4 separate regions of the Mus musculus genome follow, and regions 1, 2 and 3 are each linked to region 4. The links are chromatin contacts, called in public HiChIP or PLAC-seq maps. All regions are on one chromosome and are shown on one strand. Each heading gives the region's core, a stretch centred on a gene start, on an enhancer-like site or on the middle of the called end of the contact. The rest is flanking DNA. Distances are from core to core; before and after follow the strand shown. Region 1 overlaps Hsf2bp (heat shock transcription factor 2 binding protein). Region 2 overlaps Hsf2bp (heat shock transcription factor 2 binding protein). Region 3 overlaps Umodl1 (uromodulin-like 1). Region 4 holds the start of Ndufv3 (NADH:ubiquinone oxidoreductase core subunit V3).

Evidence for each region. HiChIP or PLAC-seq counts read pairs in DNA pulled down with a chosen protein or histone mark.
Region 1: a FOXA1 HiChIP or PLAC-seq map of pancreatic cancer cells shows a contact between it and region 4. The contact joins the enhancer-like site here to the promoter of Ndufv3 in region 4. A contact is called at or near these places in 3 of 39 promoter capture datasets (cranial neural crest, embryonic stem cells and maxillary cranial neural crest), 1 of 484 Hi-C or Micro-C datasets (embryonic stem cells), 4 of 115 datasets of contacts at active chromatin or transcription factors (embryonic stem cells, forebrain, large pre-B cells and 1 more) and 2 of 9 other capture datasets (adipose tissue and liver).
Region 2: a contact with region 4 is called in an H3K4me3 HiChIP or PLAC-seq map of bone marrow-derived macrophages, with 4 times the contacts expected there. The contact joins the enhancer-like site here to the promoter of Ndufv3 in region 4. A contact is called at or near these places in 2 of 39 promoter capture datasets (the 3T3-L1 cell line and cranial neural crest) and 2 of 115 datasets of contacts at active chromatin or transcription factors (bone marrow-derived macrophages and pancreatic cancer cells).
Region 3: an H3K27ac HiChIP or PLAC-seq map of T-cell acute lymphoblastic leukemia shows a contact between it and region 4, with 4 times the contacts expected there. The contact joins the enhancer-like site here to the promoter of Ndufv3 in region 4. A contact is called at or near these places in 2 of 39 promoter capture datasets (cranial neural crest and hippocampal neurons), 1 of 15 datasets of contacts at CTCF or cohesin (embryonic stem cells), 1 of 484 Hi-C or Micro-C datasets (stem cell-derived neural progenitor cells), 11 of 115 datasets of contacts at active chromatin or transcription factors (T-cell acute lymphoblastic leukemia, bone marrow-derived macrophages, embryonic forebrain and 8 more) and 2 of 9 other capture datasets (adipose tissue and liver).

Annotation. Positions count from the first base shown.
Region 1 is chr17:32,002,147-32,004,846 of GRCm38.p6, reverse strand. The region is part of intron 6 of Hsf2bp (heat shock transcription factor 2 binding protein); the gene reads left to right. Among named protein-coding and RNA genes, the nearest start is that of Hsf2bp, 31 kb to the left of the region's middle. Within about 2 kb of position 1,401, at least 21 of the 459 cell types and tissues checked have an H3K27ac peak or open chromatin away from gene starts, as enhancers often do. A contact at or near this core is called in pancreatic cancer cells, where this site is marked.
Region 2 is chr17:31,981,745-31,984,444 of GRCm38.p6, reverse strand. The region is part of intron 7 of Hsf2bp (heat shock transcription factor 2 binding protein); the gene reads left to right. Among named protein-coding and RNA genes, the nearest start is that of Hsf2bp, 51 kb to the left of the region's middle. Within about 2 kb of position 1,399, at least 94 of the 459 cell types and tissues checked have an H3K27ac peak or open chromatin away from gene starts, as enhancers often do. A contact at or near this core is called in pancreatic cancer cells, where this site is marked.
Region 3 is chr17:31,010,362-31,013,061 of GRCm38.p6, reverse strand. Umodl1 (uromodulin-like 1) reads right to left here. Exons shown (of 22, transcript NM_177465.4): 22 at 2,352-2,700. Among named protein-coding and RNA genes, the nearest start is that of Abcg1, 46 kb to the left of the region's middle. Within about 2 kb of position 1,336, at least 34 of the 459 cell types and tissues checked have an H3K27ac peak or open chromatin away from gene starts, as enhancers often do. A contact at or near this core is called in T-cell acute lymphoblastic leukemia and bone marrow-derived macrophages, where this site is marked.
Region 4 is chr17:31,518,730-31,521,429 of GRCm38.p6, reverse strand. Ndufv3 (NADH:ubiquinone oxidoreductase core subunit V3) reads right to left here and starts at 1,315. Exons shown (of 4, transcript NM_030087.2): 1 at 1,169-1,315. The coding sequence starts at 1,216. It also overlaps a transcript of Wdr4 not described here.

The DNA of each region.
Region 1 (2,700 bases), core at 152-2,651, 480 kb before region 4:
GTAAATATTTACTTGTGGAGCTGTGTGTTAGTTTCTGTAGGAGTTTCCCCAGAAGTGGGATTTTTGAGAAGTGGCACCCATGCAGATGTAAGATGCTGCTATTGTACTGTCTCCTACACCCTGTCAGCATTTTGTTATTTATTCCTATGGAGAGTATATGTGTCATCAGTCAGTTGGCCAGCCATTCACCCAGCTGCGTCCCTCCTCTGACTTGGAATACCAGTGAGGTGGCATGTTTTTTGCATGCTCATCCCATTAAGTCTTCTCTGTGAATCACCTGTCTGTATCCTTCTCTGTTTCCTGCTAAGCTGTTTCCACAGTGATGTGCTGGTGTCTGTGTGGGCTCTGGGTGTTGATTCATTGCCTTCTTTTCTTCTGTGGTCTCTATAAGTGTTCATGGACCAATTAATCTCTCCTTCAGCTTCCCAGCAAGCATTGTGTGAGGGCTGCTTCTTTGCTTCCCTTCTTTGGCCTCTATTCTTGTGGGTCTTAGTAAGCACATGTTGGTGGTAGTGATGGTGGACCTGCTGCAGAACCATCAGATTGACTTCCCTTCCCAGCAGCCTTCCAGGATTGTACACAGTCAGCTTCTATCTCCTCCACTGAAGTCCCTTTGCTGTTGACAGTAGTCTGAGTCCACTTAAATAGGGCCTTTGCTATGCTGTGCTGAGATTTTTGGCATGTCTGTGATTCACTTCTCTCCTGGGGCTTTTGCTCTTATCACTTTACCATCAAAGGATACTCACTTTCAGAGTTGTGCCTCAGGGCTAGAGATGGGTCCAGCTTTCTCCCAGCTGGTTTTTAACTGTAAAACTTTCTTTATGGTTCAGTTGTTATGGTGGTTTGAATGAGAATGGCCCCTTGTGCTTGAATGTGTGACCCTAGTTAGTGGAACTGTTTGGGAAGGATTAGGAGGTGTGGCCTCATCTGATGAAATGTGTCACTAGGGGTTGGTTTTGAGATTTTAAAAGTCTACAACTGTCCCAGGTAGCTGTCTCTTTGCCTTGAGTTTGAGTCAGATCACATCCTTCTATTCCACTTGCCACTCACTTTAACTATAGTCCTAGATAATGGTGGGCAGAAATCTTGTTACAGCCTGAGTGCTATGCCTTCAGGTTCCTTCCATCAAATAATTCCATTGATTTTGAATCCAGCCTCTCTCAAGCTCTCAGGACTGGAACAATACAACTAGAGTCTTTGCCAAAATGTAATGTGAGGGGCTTTGTTATGTTACTTTTTTTGGAGAGATGTGAACAAATGTCTGCTCCCCCAGACAGGGCGCTGATTAGCTTAGTGAACCTAAATGTTTTGGGTTGCTTACTGAAACATGGATGAGTCAAAGGCAGCTGCATACCTGAGTTCTGACGCCAGCATGGGTGATGACTCACAGGAGCTGTGTGTCTTCACTTCCCTGGACAACCTGGAGGCAGCGGGCTGATCCTCCAGCAGTTGCCAGTGCTGATGTAACCTTGGGGAGAGGCTCTCCTGAGTTTCAGGAACTTCCCAAGAGTGTGTTTGTTACTTCCTGAGTTTTTCTTCCCCTGCTGTCATGTGACACTAGTATTTCCATTTGACCCTTGATGGAATCAGGCAACCCAAAACTCTTGCTTCATATTAGACATGTGAAATTTTTTAGCCTTTTAAAGGTGATACTCAGTTGAAAAGCATGAGGGAGAAGCAACACACTCATTGGACACACTAAGGCTTTGGCCTAGTTGGTAGAAGACCTGCTTTTAGCACATAGGAGGCCTACCCTGTCACCATACAAATCAGGCATAGAGGCGCATGCCTGCACTTCACACTCTGGATATAGAGGTGGGGAATCAGAACAGAAGTTCAAGGTCACCCTCAGTTATATAGAGTTCAAGGCAGCATAGGCTATACAAGATTCTGTCTCAAAGCAAACAGATAATAAAAATAGCAGCCCTCACTCTGACTATTCCAGACTTGTTGTCTTTAGCCAATAAGAGCTTCCACGAGAAGGGTCTTAAAGCAATCCACATATGGCTGAAAGATATGTCTTCCAGAGAACGAGAAAGACATGATCCAATCACAGAGGTGGGCTGTCTCTTCATGACATGTAGATTCCAGGAATTTGGCTGTGAAGGCCCTGAGGCTCCACCAGGTCAGTACTTCCACTGATTTCCACCCAGGTGCTAACACTGAGGAGGATAAGAAAACAGTAACTTCATGGAGAAGGACTAGGTGGATCTGAAACTCTGAGATGTGTTTCTGCAGTTCACCATTTGTGACTAGAAATGGCCCTGCAGAGCCTGTCCTCCCTCCTACTTTCATCTGACCAACATGCAGTTTGTTCTGAAACCCATCTCATTGAAACACAGTATCTGCCACTTAGGTGCCATTCAGGGAGAGGATGTTCCCTTTGCCAGGATTGCAACCCAGTCCGTACCTGGGGTAGAACATTCAGCTGAGAACCAAGTGGTCACTTGGGAACAGGTCTTTCCAGGAGTCCTATTCCATGTCACCTGTCAGGGGTCTCTTCCCTACAGGTGTGGGGCACGTTAAACTCAGCTATCAGCTACCCTTTTCCATGACTTCTGTCTTAGTGTCTTAGTTAGGGTTTTACTGCTGTGAACAGACACCATGACCAACGCAAGTCTTATAAAAAAAAGCAACATTTAATTGGGGCTGGCTTACAGGTTCAGAGGTTCGTCCATTATCATCAAGGTGGGAGCATGG
Region 2 (2,700 bases), core at 150-2,649, 460 kb before region 4:
AAGGACGAATCTAGGCTAAACATTCTCGGAGGCCCTAGCTGTGCTAGTCCAGAGTTTGCCTTGATTCTGTGTCACAGACTCAATGGAATGATTTCTAAGGTATCTTTTCCATGTATGTGTGTGTTGTGTGCGCACGCATGCGTGCAAGACAAAGTTTCTTTTTGTAATAGCCTTGGCTGTCCTGGAACTCACTTTGTAGACTAGGCTTGCCTTAAACTCACAGAAATCTGCCTGCCTCTGCCTTCTGAGTACTGGGATTAAAGGCATTCAACACCATACACCAGCTCTCTAAGGTATCTTAAAGTAGCACTTTGCTCTGGGCTGTTTGACTTTTCAGGATTTCTTGTCCTTAAAGACAGTTCTTGGTTCTTTGAACTTAACAAGCACAGCCCAAACCTTGAGGTCTGTTGCCAGCTTATCTCACTCGATAACTTTAAAGTTATTCCTTCTACAGTCAAACAGAACATGCTAGACTCGACGCTAGACGCTTAACCACTGAGTTATGTACGCGCTGTTTTATGTCGCTCTGATTTTAGTGTTTTAGAATTTAATGTGTTTTAAGGTTTGGTGGTGGTAGTGGTCCTGCTGCTGCTGCTGCACCTAGGGTTCCAGGCATGCTCTGCAAGTCTGCTCCTGAGCCGCTTCCCTAGCCCTGCCCTGAAGTTTAGAAAGCTGAGAATATGTTTTATCATGAAGTGGGGGAACAGGAGCGTGTTGGCTGCCTGGGAAACTGATGCTTGTGCTCAGGACCCGACCTTCTGACCTCAGGCCAGGAAAGAATTTGAAGACTGGCTGCCTGTGCTCTTCTGTCAGTAGGGGATCTGCTTTGTGAGATGTATTCAGTTTTGCTCAGAAATCTCTAGTACTGTTAGAAAGCTCTGAAGCCAGGAGCTTGCTGCCTCTCAGAAATCAGTTTCTGCTTTATCACATAACCCCTGTCATGGAGCTTGATGTCTTTAAAGAGCACAGCCTTAGGCTTACTACATGGAGGTGGCAATCGAAGCTTTCTTACTGGTAAAACGATCTAATGTGTTGAATTCACTTCTCGGATCTGTACAGTGGGAGTCCACCTCAGGCTCTTAGACCTAATACAGTAGGTGTCAGCTCTAGTCTTTATTTCTGATCTAAGGATCTTGTACTTCAAGGGAAGCTTGTTTCCCTTTTTCTTTGCTTGACCTAAGCAGTTGCTTCTGAGTTTTCAAACCCTGTGCTTCCGAGACCAGAACCAGTGGTTGCTGTGCCTATCTCTGGTAAGCTCATCTCATTCCTTCTAAACTTTGCTAGACTTCATTTTCTTTCATTTGTTCATCTACATGGCTGCCTTTTTCCCAGGCTGGGTCCAGATTCTTCACATTCCTCTTCAGCCGCAGAACTGGCACAGAACTCTAGCAAATAGCTGATGAGGACAATGTGTATTGGGGTGGTGACCACATGTTATGCAACCGCTAATGCAGACTAGTGTTAGAATCCCACTGTGGCCGTGGTGCTGCATTCCCTGGATAGACTACGGATGTGCGCGTGGCATTCACACCCATCTTACAACTACTTGGCTTCTCGAGTGATCTGAAGAATGCAAGCTTTACTACCTGTGTCTTCAGCTCAGACTTCCTCCAGAGCTCTAGACTCAGAGCCAGCTCTGTTTGATGAATCCACAGGCACACTGAATAGACGTTCCCATCCAATGTTTACACCAGACTCCCAGTCTTTTCCACACCAGCCCTAACCACAGTCTGCCTAGTCTCAGTGAATCAAAACTTTCCTTCCCAACTTATCAGCCTGTTTAGGCCCCCTCCCCCAGCAACTCTTGATTTCTTTTTATCGGTCACACCAAGATCTAGTCTGTTTGGAGGACTGCTGACTGAGCTTTCAAACATACCTAGCATAGCAGCCGCCCTGTCCTCCCTGTTCTGAGCCACCGTCATCTCATCCCTGCAGGTCCTGTGGCCAGCTTTCAGGACTTGAGTTGGGAGCCAGGAGTAGGAGGGAACAGAGCACTGGCCAGCTTTCTTCCTTGAACCAAGAGCTGAGAGAGAAAAATTTTGTTAAAAATGCTTCTTTGAACTAAAATTGTACTTAAAGAATAAAGCTCAAACAGGACAGAGACTAGCTGAGAGCTGCTTGTTTTGCAGTCTGGTTTTGCTTTCAGCTCGTGATCTGCCTCAGTTTACTGTGTGCTGGGGTTAGAGCTGTGTCAGTTTAACGGAACTTCTTTATCACGCCTGACCTTCAGAATCTGCCGCCCAACGCTTAGAGGACAGGGGATACAGCCTAAGTTTGAATGTCAGTACTAACCTAATAAAGAACTCCTGAAAGTACTTAGTGGAGATGTCCCCTACCTCTGATCATCAGGAAAATGTATTTCTGTGACCTGTGAGTGGAATGAGGAAAAGTCTCCTTGAAAAATGAATAGCCAAGCTGACTCTCCCTGGCTGAGCCCGGTGCTGTTACTCTGTATGTCACCTTGACTGTGCCACTATGTCCACACAGTTGTTAGACATTCTCACACACTTGGGAGGATGTTTGGAGATGACATTAACTTTGCGGTTAGTAGACGGACTGGTGCAGTGAGCTCTGCCCAGTCAGATGGAGGCCTGAGCAGGTCACAAAGACTGGCTGCTTGCGCTGCATTATGGCCCTTTCCTGCCTCACTAGAAATGCTTGTGCTAGGCTGCGAGTCTGACGGCTTCTGACCCGGAGCGG
Region 3 (2,700 bases), core at 87-2,586, 510 kb after region 4:
TTCACAGGTCAGCAGCAGCAGTTTGATCCACTCGCATACACTTCACGGATACACCAGCAGTCCAGTTTGGTAGAGTTGGGTTAACAAACACGAATTAGCAGTGGCAACAGCACTACCTAGCAAAACAGCCAGACCTCAGTCTCTGCCCAAGTCATCAGGAGGGACCAGAGCCAACAGGAATGCCAGGAAAAGTTCTGGCTGAGCGTCTCAGAGAAGTGAAGATCAGAGAAGACATGAGACCAGCAGACATTGTCCAGCTAGCTCTACAGGCCAGCCAAGCTCAGCCTCCATTATAGTCTGTTGGAATCTCTTGATGCTCCCTCCAAACATCACGGGGTCTCCACGGGTCCTCCCTATGTCTTGCCTCAGTACGTGAGTCTGTCTTAGCTGACATCACTCTGCCAATCAGCCTGAGTCCATGGAAGCAACAAGAAACCGCAGCACACCACCAGAAGTTTTTTTTTTTTTTTTTTTTTTTTTTTTTTTTTTTTTTTTTTTTTTTTTTTTTGCTGCATTTCTCTCTATGGAGTCCCGACAAATACAGCTCAATTTTGCAATGTAAGGTGAACCAATACATGTGTGCCGTTAGCAAAGAATCCTTCATCATGTGTCCTCTTACGTGCTTGCTTTAGCAGAACATCCTTTCCTCTGTGTCTGCTTCAGCGAAACATTCCTTCATGTGTTTGCCCCAGCAAAACAAAAAACAACAACAAAAAACCCAAAAAACAACAGCAACAACAACAACAAAAAAAAACACCATCCAACACGACAGAGTTTTCAAAGAACCCTTAAGTTTCCATTTCAGGCTCCAGCCCCAGCTCCTGCCCTGATACCCACATGCCTGCCCAAGGCTCCTGGAGGTGGAAGCTCCTGCTTGCAGCAGCCACGATTTCACTTTGCAGATTAAGTAAGAAGAGTCATTGTGGCCAGGGTTGGATTGGACGCCCCTGGTGCACCTGACAGAAAGATGAAAGAACCCTAGCAATCTTCCCCAACCACCTTTTCCTCCTAAATGGAGAGGGGAGGGGGAAAGAAAGGGACTGTTTTCTCAAAAATGTCTGAGTAAAGCAGATGTTGCTGTGAAGTGGATGTTGCTGCTGCACCTTCCCCACACACGCCATCCTGCACTTCCTGTAAGTCAGAGTGATGAAGAGAACTACAGGGGGCCGACTGACTTTCAAAGCCTAGCGTCACCTCTAAGGCCCTGTGCCTACAGAAAACCTTCAGATTCGTCTTTGCTTAAGGGCAGGAGACTCAAATCCAGCAAAGAAGAGAAGCCAGAGCCCTGTTTGCTTCAAAAACACAAGGGTTCATGTTACCCTGGATCCAGGCTTGGCTCAGCGCGCCATCTAGTGGCAATACTGGAGAGCTGCAGGTTGGATCAGGTAGTGGGTCAGAGCCACCTCCCATCAGAGCACACTTTCATCAGACCTTCATCTCTGTGGGGCCCTCCTCTATCAGACCTTTCCTCCATCACATCTTCCCCCATTAGACCTTCTACCTCCCACAGACCTCTTTTAACAGCCTCTCCACCTCCAACAGGTTTCCTTCTCCAACAGCCCTTCCTCCACCACACCCTCTAGCACAAACAGACCCTCCTCCATCAGACCCGGACCTCAATCCGATTTCTGTTGTGTCTCATTTCACACCCAGACAGATTCTGTGTCAGGAAGATCAGGGCCAAGGTAAGGCCTTCCAGGGGCCCAGGCAGAACCACAGCAGGAAAAGGATGACCACTCTGTGGAACATCTGGACTTCCCAGGTATATTCTGAAACCCACGAGGTCCCCCGTCCCCACCCTGTTCCTCAGGAGGTAGAGGTAGACTTTACAATGGATCAGTTGTTCCATTTGACAGTGGATGGGTTTGGTTCTAATTCTGGTTCCTTGACATACTTTATAAAACTTGCCTAACTGATAAGTTCAGATCCTGAGCTATAAAGTGAGAGTCACCCCCCAGAGGCCATGGTGAGCGCTCTGTGAGGAAATGTCTGCCATCCTCCTCCACCAACAGGAGACATGACTATCTATGGACTGGAGTCTCCAGAACCCTGAAGTTTGTCCTCACAGCTGGCACAGCCTGTCATTGAGACTGTGTGACTGAGGCGAAGTGTGAGAGAGCTGCCTGGTCTTGGGCTCAGTACCTGGGTTTTCTGAGATTTTATTTTTCTCAATAATAGTCAGTGGAAGATGCCAGGCTGATGTCAGAAGAGATAGATGACACAGAGGTGGGGTTGGGGGGTGGGGAGCCCCACCTCAGCATCTCCCTGGAGTGTCTGGCAAAGAATCAGTGCCCAGGGATGGCCTGCTACATGAACTGAACCACACGGGAGGAAGCAACATGGCAAACCACTTCAGTGCCAGGAAAAATTTATTGCTCAAAGGTGGCTAGCCACACAGACTCCCGGTTGTCATTCTTACCCGCAAGAATATGCAAAAAATCGAAAGACTCGTTTCCCCCAGATGATCTGTATAAGTGACAGTCACATTCAACATAAGCAAGCACATTAATTAAATGCTACAACCCTGTTATGCTTTTATATTCCCTAGGGAGAACACTATTGTCTCAGGTGATAACTATGTAACCAATGGCCATCTTTCAAATCAACAAAGTAGAGGACCTGTTAGCATGGTACGCACCTCCCCCACCTCTTCCCTGATTCCTTGTGATAGAGTGGGGGGAAAAAATCACACCTTCTCTC
Region 4 (2,700 bases), core at 66-2,565:
GCTGCAAGAAAAATATACCCCAAGTTCCAGGAAAATCACTATTAGCATCTGGGTAAATGAAAACAACTTTATTTCCCTAATCTTTGCAGAAATTTCCCAAAATAGGCACTTGGAAAGTTTTTATTAAAAATAAAGACTTTGCCAGCTTCGTTATACAAAGCTTCAGGATATCTTGGAGAAGAGCCTGGTTCTATGTTCTGCAGAAACCTGGGGCTCAGGGGTTGGGAGGATGGGAGACAGATGCTTCTGAGAAAAGCTCTTGCTGTCACGTGTCCTGCAAAGCCTCAGTTAGACAGACCTGTGTTGGGGGGAGGGGGGGAGCCTGTGTTAGCATGGGGGAGGGGGGAGGGAAGTGCTGGCCTCTGGATGGCAGCCATCATGCCGGCTGTAACACTCAGGCCTGGATCCTGGATGCAAGGCCCAGTTGGCTCTCAGCCCAAGACTCCTGGGTCTTAATACAGGGCAGCCAGTTTACTCTACTGGCTATTTTGTTACTTTACAAAATACTATGTTTCTTTTTGCAAAATTATCTCCCTACAGTTAGTAAAGTTGCAGAAACACTATCTACTAGTAAATAGGATGTAGATAATTGCTTCAGAAGTGTTACAATTTGAGAAGAATCTTATTGTAATTCAGCCGGCAACCGCTAAGGTATGTGTTAGATCCTAGGATGCTTCATGCTAGGGAGGGGGTTGGGGGGTGGAGCAAAAGAACCGGAAAACTTCTATTTATACTGATGATTCTCCGTGTGTGTACAAATTATGTGTACCGATACACGCTGGAAAAAAATCGCTGGGAGCAATATACCTGAAGGAATAATTAAACAGTGCCCATTTGACGACGGGAGCCCTCTGTCACCTGTATTTTATATTGCTGTGAGCATTTCCTGCTTTGGGGCCAGTTCAATGACAGCTCTTGACAAGCAAGCGCAGGGCCCTAGGTTCCATCCACCGAACCCAACCCAAACAAAACCCAATACTAGTTTTGCAGAGAAAGCCAGGTTTCGTTTTAAAAACAGCCTCAGTGACTCGGTTTCACTCCTGCAGAGAAAACCCTTCTGTCCGGGTCAGGTGAGCACAGGCCCTAGGACCCCTCTCCGCACCGGGCCCACGGGTGCAGTTAAGGGTCAGGCTAAGGGCCCGGTATGTCCCGCCCGTTAGCCCTTTACCTTCAGCGCCCGGATCCGTCCTCCCCGCAGGAGGAGAGAGACCGCCATGGCACAAATGCCAAGAGCGGAGGTCGCACTTAGGTACGTGACCTACTTGTGCACACGCACCACCCCAGGCTCCGCCCCGCGTCCACGTTCACCAATCGCACACCATGGTGGACCCAAGCGTTTGCGCGCGCATTCTGGGAGGGCTCCTTAAGGCCACGCCCCTAACTGAGTCCACCAATTCCGGGTTCGGGAAAGCGTGGGGTCCTCCCCTGGGTAGATCCCGCTGAAAGTCCCGCCCCTCCGATTTGGGCCTGCCCACCTTGCCCTGATCTCGCCCTTAACTCTGGTCTGTAACCTACCAAAATTGCACAGCTAGAATCATGTCCTTTGCGTTTCTGGTTCGACTTGAGAGACTTCTGTGTTTGGTGAGATCTTTGTGAGTTTGTTGTTTCTTGGAGATACAACTCGGTGGTAGTGCGCTTGCCCAGTAGGGGCGTGGTCTTGAACAAACAAACCAGAAGCTGGGCATGGAGGTGCCCACCTACCATACCAGCAGTAGGGCTAGTTCAAAGACAGCCTGCTCTTTTACAGAGTAACTGTAAAGATTGTTTGTAATCAATAGATAAACTTGGGGCTAGAGAGATGGCTCAGCGATTAAGAGCACTGACAGCTCTTCCAGAGGTCATGAGCTCAAATCCCAGCAACCACATAGTGGCTCATAACCCTCTATAGTGAGATCTGATGCCCTCTTCTGGTGTCTGAAAATAGCTACAGTATACTTATATATAACAATTAAGTGTGGGGGGGGGGGAGGAGAAAGAAAAGTACCTGTCATTTGTCCCTATTATACACACACACACACACACACACACACACACACATATATATATATATACTCACACACATGCACACCCAACTTCACCAGTTGAGGACCAAGCCTTTAACACACAAAGCTTTTTGGAGAACCATATCTAAGGCACAGCTGTGTTACAGTATGTGTTATTGGAATTCCTCTTCCCACTGATTGATTGGTGGCCCCTCGCACACGTTTGCCCAGTGCACAGTAAGTATTTCACATAGATGGTTATGTCTATACCTCCAATTTTCCACCAAGGAAAATTCAATGTCAGTGAAAGGATTCAGAACAATGAAATGAATTACTGAGAAGAAAAAAAAATATTAGAGCTGTTAATGCTGTGTCCAGGCTGTCAGGGGGACAATGGCATGACGGGAGCTCCAAGGAGTGTTCAGGCTCCAGAGACAGAGTGCATTGCAGGCCTCTGAAGACTGGAGACAGCCCATGTGAGAGCATCTTCTAGATCTGAGAATGGGAAAGGTTTCTGTGACATGAGATTGCTACGGACACTGTGGGCTGAGAAGAAGCTCGATCTACCACACAAATAATTGTCCTTCTTCACCTACTCTTGTCTCCAGGGGACACTTGCATGCTTTAGAGGTGAGTAAATAATACTGAGGGGAACGGGTACCACCTGTCCTTTGTGGGACTGGAGTTGGAGCTGTAAAACCATAGGACTCAAAACCTC